Regions from separate parts of the Oryzias latipes genome. Here region 1 is linked to region 2. The links are chromatin contacts, called in public Hi-C maps. All regions are on one chromosome and are shown on one strand. Each heading gives the region's core, a stretch centred on a gene start, on an enhancer-like site or on the middle of the called end of the contact. The rest is flanking DNA. Distances are from core to core; before and after follow the strand shown. Region 1 holds the start of LOC101166581 (calsyntenin-2). Region 2 holds the start of LOC101156850 (SPRY domain-containing SOCS box protein 4).

Region 1 (3,391 bases), core at 196-2,695, 230 kb after region 2:
AAAAAAAAAAAACGGAAAAAAAGAAACTCCAAAGTCTCAACAGCAAATAGCCCTTTCATTAAGCTTTCTCTCTTGCTCTTGGCGACATGTTGGATTTCTATAAACAGTAAAAATAATGATAATGTTTGCCGGAGTGCAGACAGCCAGCCAGCCTGGCGCTCTCACTCCAGAGACCCAATTAATAGCACTGTAAACCCCAGTTCTTCTTCATTGGCAACACCAGTCCCTGTTTGTGTGTTTACGTGTGCGAGTGAGGGAGTAAGACAGACAGAAATAAGACGAAAAGGGGCATCACAGAGTGAGGGTGTGATTAAAAATCAGCACTCTGCCCATGGCCGCCCTCCCAGAGACCTGCTCAATACATGCACAAATCGATAGATAACCAACCAATCGCGAACGCTCAACAGAAGTATCTCAGCCTTACACATGTATTGTTAATGAAAGATTTCAAAGATCAGAAGGGAGACATTTTGACTGTTTGCTATCTAAGACCATGTTAGAGCTGGGAGGAAGTTATTCATTCATTAAGCCCATAACAGAAAAAAATCACAACAGTTCGGTTACATTTTCCAATTTAACTGAAAGTTTCTCCTTTCAAAAGACCTGATATTTGTTACGATCAAATGTCTGAGATCCCAAATGTAACAAAACATTCAAGAAGTTAATGTTTATTTTTCTAGGTCTTTAGTTTTTCCACTGATAAAGAGCAAAAATTATTACATCCTTCAACTTCCTGGAAATGCTTTTTTTTTTAAGTTGTTTCTAAGACATCCACACTCTAAATTCCCAAATGAATCTCTACTGATTATTATTGATAGCTGATCTAATACCAAACATAACAAGAATGATCTTCTTTTTGCTACAGCTCTCATAAGCAGTGTGACTTACTACATGTTTGTACTTAAAATTATCAGATAATAAATAAACTCAATGAACAGGCATAAAAAATCAAACCATCACTCTAATTAAATACTTTTTGGTTTTTATTCCTTGATCATAACTAACCTCATTATTAGAATAATGTCAAAGAAAAAAGCATATTATCAATGCTCTAAATCTTTAAGAACTGAAAGAAAAATCTCCGAATAATAACATCAAAGAAAGAATCAGCCAAGTTCTTGCACAAATCTAGTTGCTCTTCGATCCAACTTCTGCAACTGCAACGTTTAAAATAAAAATGCAAATGATATACTTAAAAAAATAGTTTTGGCCTTATCTTCTTTTTCCTACCTTTTCCTGCCAGAGCGCAGGAGTGGCCCCAGAACAGCCAGAAAAGCACAAACGGGAACCCGCGTGTCTTCATGTTGTTGCGATGTCTCTCCGTCTCCTGCTCGCCTCCAAATCCTGGCTCTCCCACGGAGCACGAACGCTTCTCAGCTGGCCACGCACGCCAGGGACCGTGGGCAGGTCGAGAGACAGTCACTGAGACAGTCATCGAAAAGAGAGAGACTGACACCCGCTGACGTTTACCCAGCGTCAACTAGACTTCCTTTCCGGAATTGTTTTTTCAAAATAAAACTCTTATTAGAGAGGATGTTTCCCCAGTTTCGATAAAGACAAAACGACAGGCCTCGTCTGCATAGGGGGGAAATAAAAACAATCTATACGATATTGCATTTATTATATCTGCTTGAAATATGTTTTGTTCGACGATTGATACATCTGTGGAGTTTTAATTTGACAAGCAAAGTCCTTCTCATTGGTGAAAGTCTGAATCTGTTGGGCTGACTTGACGATGCAGAGAAAAATTACCTGGGGTGGACAAATGACCTGTTTGAGCCAAAGACTGAGTAAAATACCAACCAAATAATACTGATAAAAAAAAGAATGCAAAATGGTTTTCTCCTTACTTAGAAGCAAACTCATTTTAATGAATGTAATACTAAAAACAGCTGTGGCAGTGATCTGTACCCTAATTAACGTGATTAATAGTGCTACTGTACTTTACACAAGCACATTTTAATGATTGTATTCAATATTAAATAAATGCTATTGAAATACCTAATTATCTTACTCTTCTGGTGTTAACAGTGTGTAAATAAAAAAGACTACTACTACTATTCAAAGAGAAAAATCACATAATTTTGAAGACTAATTAACATAAAGCACACAAGCTGACAATAAAGGTAGTCATATTTATTTACAGTTGTTTACTGAACCTCAGGGCAGAGACACAGGAAGCTATGACGTTGAAAGCTGATTTTCTTTTTTTAAATGTTTCAGAACTTTGAATTTTCTTTTGTTTTTGTACTTTCTAAGACATTAGTTGAGCAGCAGGCACTTACATGTGCTACGTCATTCCCAAAAAATATATATCTGTTTCACAAGACCCACAAATCTTGTCAATGTGAACAATTAATATTTATGGTTTTTTTCTGCTAGTATTGTTTATACTGCCACTATAATAATATCATGATCCACAACGCAAAATTTTTTGCTCTAATTACACATGCATATTTTTTTAATGGGAAAAGTTACATTTAGACCATGGAATATTATATAATATATATTTACTTACTAAACTATATTTACTTACTTATTAACCTTTAAAATGATTAATGTACCTCTTTGGAAATGTAGAGGTAATTTAAAAAAAATTCTGTCTCGTTTTTGTTTGCAGTTTCTTGATTAAATAAACACACTGATGAATATATTTTTTTAATCATTATTTCTGCCCCAGTTTGAAAGTCACTGCATTATTTGTGGTCCTTTATTCTGGTCTCTATAACCCATTTACATTGTTTAGTGTTCTAAAAATTCACTCAAATGACTCAATTTAGAACCATGGAGAGCTCCCTTTGCACAAATTTTGAATTTCTATCCACCAGGGGTCGCACTTTAGCAACACGTTCCCAGCGGAACCATCGACGGAAAGCTTGAACTCGGGGAGGCATATGCATGTGACGCACTAACCAAATGCACCAAGAAGGTAATCAAATCACAAAATCATATTACATTTTGATTGAAGTGGATTGAAGAGTCAGAGTAATGGTAGCTTAAAGTGTTGATTCCACTGATTTAGTCAGATTAATTTGTCATTTTGTAATATAGTTTTGTGAGCTAATCGCTAAAGCACCCCGTTAGTCAGACGCAGCTGGTTTAGGTTAACACTACAGGTTTAACATATATGATTTTTTTAAAATTGGGTATTGCTATTATCTTTTTAAGATTTTTTTTACAGGAATTTCCTGGCTGTTCGTTTGATTATTTCTACCTCCCGTAAAACGTACTGTACTAGTACTACAACATTAGCTTCCCCTGTATACCAAAAGCCTTTAGTATTAATGTTTGAATTTTGTTTCCTGACACGCAGATGCATATCTATGTTTATGTGTTTCTCTGTCAGCCTTGTCACGTGATCATAATAAAATTCAGACTGTAGCTGCTGCAT
Region 2 (3,479 bases), core at 608-3,107:
CTGTTAGAATTGATAACATGTCATCTCCGTTGATTCTTTTGTCCAACTCAAGTTCTTGTCCAACATAAAGTTAACAACTGAACAGTAAAAACGAACTTTTTTAAGTTCAGCTGGCAAGAAAAGAAATAAAAATGTTACGAATGCAAAAAAGGACAAACTTTTAAGTCAGAGCAAAATTCTAATTAAAAGGCAAATCATTGTTGGTGCCTTTTTTCTAAAGTAAAACAAATGTAGCTTTTTATAAATACTTGCACATTAACGGTTATTTTTTTAACTCATGAAAAATAGTGGCGCAGTGGTTAGCGCTCTTGCCTCACAGCAAGAAGGCCCCTGGTTCAAGTCCCGGCTGGGGGACATGAAAAACACAACATCAATGGGGGACCTTTCTGTGTGGAGTTTGCATGTTCTCCCCGTGTATGCGTGGGTTTTCTCCAGGGTCTCCGGCTTCCTCCCACTGTCCAGAAACATGCTACATAGGTTGATTGGCAACTTTAAATTGTCCATAGGTGTGAGAGTGAATAGATGTGTGATTGAGGATATTCTACTCTGTGACAGACTGGCGACCAGTCCAGGGTGTCCCTTGCCTACGCCCAAGTGGCCGGGTTAGGCTCCGGCAACCCCGTGACCCCAAAAGGGAATAAACGGTTAAGAAGATGATAACTAGCAATATTTGTGGTGTAAAATTTACATCTTTTAAAAAAAAAAATCCATTATGAATTAGGAAACTACAAAAACTCCCTTCAGTTTGACCACATCTTAACAAAAATCAATGTAAGGATCAAAGGTCAAACCACTAAAACTTAGAGAAATTGGGACAGGCAGCAGCACTGAGATGCCCCATGCATGAGGGAACAGCCCCTGGCTTCATTGAAGTAAACAACTTTACAGTGAACAATAGGACTGAAGTTCCTTCTGAACAAGTGGGCTTCACATTTGCTACCAATATTTGGGGGGGGGCAGCAGGATACAATTTAACTTTTTCTGCAGACCATTTTCTTTTTAGGAGTTGTTTATTATGGAATGGCTTTTAAAATATAGCCTTTCAAAGACAGTATCTCACAACCAAGTCATGAATGAAAAAGAAACTGTATCAGTTACATCACTTTACCAGCAATAGAAGAGAAAAACTCCAAAGACGATTTACGGTCAGCAGATTTAACTCAAATAGCTTGAAAAGAAAAAGCAGTGCGTGTGCAGCAAAAAGAAAACTGATCCAAAGGAAGATTTAATTGCTACACAAGCGGAAAATGATGTGAGCGGGGAAACTGACCCTGTGACACTTTAGAATGGACTCAACTGAGGATGTAACTGATCCATGCATACGGGCCAGTTCTGAATAGGATCTGCAAGGTGCTGCTTTACATTGAGAATCAGGAGTCAAGAAGTGAAAAAGAAAATCCAACAGGTCTAAAGCAGCAAAAATCACCATCCATTTGTGATTTTCATGATTTGTCCTCTGTGGGGTTGCAGAGGTTGCTGGAGCCCTTCCCAGCTATCTACACACAGGGAGAACAAGTAAACTCCACTCAGAAAGAGTTGGGAACAAGCGACTACACAAGAGTGCTAACCACTACACCACTGTGGAGCCAAAATTGTTACCATGTTGTCAAGAATTTATTAAGCACAACATATATAAGTTGTCAATAAAATATCGATTGACAACAATATTTCTTGAATAGAACTATTTGAATTTAATTAAAAAAACAACAACTTATTATTGCTATTGTTGTTATGACGGTTGTGTCCCTCTTGAACTTGCGTCTGAGTAACTAGAGTTTCCGAGCGACACCCAAATCCACCATCAAGGTTTCAGCCAATCACGTCGCAGAAAAATGTTGCGTCCGCGTGAAAGGAACCAATCAGCGCTTGCTCTGTTGAGTGCGGACTGGTATCGAGTCTCTGCTTGCTTGGACGTAACGAGTAGCCGTTTATCTCAACAAAGAAATCGTTTCTGTGGTGTTGAAACATTTGTCACATCGCTGGAATAACGTTGTCAACAGTAAAAAATAAAAAATAAATAACCAAAAGAAGAAGGGGCCACACTTCTGGGCTGGAAGACAAAGGCTACCCGAAAGTATCGCCTGTTGTCGGGTAAGTGTGCTCCTGTGTTTACACCGCGGGATTGGAGCTCTGCAGCAGAATGTTCCTCAAAAGTCTTCCAAGCGTCTTTGGAGCTTTTTGCCACCAGACCTCATGCAGATTAAAGACATGTTATTCGTTTGAGAGGCCTACCTTTTGTTTGAGCCACCGTACATATGATTCTGCTAAAGTTTTTTAGAGAGTGTATTTAAATATTTTTAAAAAGTTGTCCAAACCTGCACAAATGTTCCTGCTTTTGCAAAACAAACAAACTAAAAGCATTTATGTCACCCCCAAATTGGTCACTTTTAAGTTAGTGTCTTCCTTAAGGAATATGTATTGACTGTCACAATCAAAAATAAATCATGATAAGAATCTCAATCTGTCCACCTATTTATCCCCATGCCTTCCATGGTTTGTTTACCAGGCAAAGATGGGTTTAAGGTGACACGAACAAGAGGGATGGAGAGCAGATGGTAAGAACAGTGAGGGGAGGACAAGAGGAGTACACGGTGTGTGAAAAGAGAGGAAAGGAAATGGGAGCAGAGGAGAGATGCTGGGAAGCAGGAAGGAGAGGGATCTTGAAATGTGACAGGATGAGAGTGTGAGGAAAGACACTTGTGAAGCGCCTTGGCGCTGGTTGTTCTGGGTGCTGATGGCTGGCCTGTCCAAATGACAGAGAAGAAGAGAAGTAGGGGATGTTGTAATGATGTCGGGGTCATTTTTGCTTTATCACTCATTTAGACTTCCCTCTAGTTCTCCTCGTGTGTGGCAACTAGGGATGCAACGATTCACTTTCCCCACGTTTCCGTTCAAACCTCTATTTTTGGTTTTAGGTTCGTTATATGATTTATGTATTACAAAAAAAACCTACAAATTCAGAAAATCCTTTTTTTTTAAATTTGGTTATAAGTGAGCATCAATGAAAAAAAATCTACAGCTACGGACACACCGGGGATGTGTTATGCGTAGAATAAGCTAAACGTGCATTCTCTATTCCAAAATGTAAAAGACTTGGTGTCATATAATTCTGGTCAGGCGCATACGGCAATTATTAATTTTTCCCCCCATGATCAATTTTCAAACTGTTGGCATTTCTGTAAATGAAAAAGGATGTCATTCATATAAGAGTCCCTAATTGGTCGAACTTTCAAACAGTCATAGAAACGTTGGAATTTCCAATCCGGACACCTAAAACACGCCTTTACATAGACTTTTCATTGGAAGCTGCCGTTTAAACTCTAACAGGGTGGTGTTAACAGAGTCATTGCTCATTTTTCAGCATTTTCCTTTAGCCAATCAGCTTTCTGATTTGATCCTCTTCCTGACACGTGACTATACTTAGGCAATAGCACGAAGCTCATTGTGCACACTGGGAATCGAACCGATTCCCAGGCATA

What was found. A called contact is a pair of places that touch in the nucleus more often than the background predicts.
Region 1: a contact with region 2 is called in a Hi-C map of embryo, with 2.1 times the contacts expected there. The contact joins the promoter of LOC101166581 here to the promoter of LOC101156850 in region 2. A contact is called at or near these places in 3 of 5 Hi-C or Micro-C datasets (embryo, fibroblasts and gastrula embryo).

The regions. Positions count from the first base shown.
Region 1 is chr17:21,494,420-21,497,810 of ASM223467v1, forward strand. LOC101166581 (calsyntenin-2) reads right to left here and starts at 1,446. Exons shown (of 18, transcript XM_011486645.3): 1 at 1,231-1,446. The coding sequence starts at 1,435. It overlaps nmnat3 (nicotinamide/nicotinic acid mononucleotide adenylyltransferase 3), which reads left to right and starts at 2,846. Exons shown (of 5, transcript XM_011486648.3): 1 at 2,846-2,929.
Region 2 is chr17:21,266,970-21,270,448 of ASM223467v1, forward strand. It overlaps LOC101156850 (SPRY domain-containing SOCS box protein 4), which reads left to right and starts at 1,858. Exons shown (of 4, transcript XM_020710979.2): 1 at 1,858-2,091.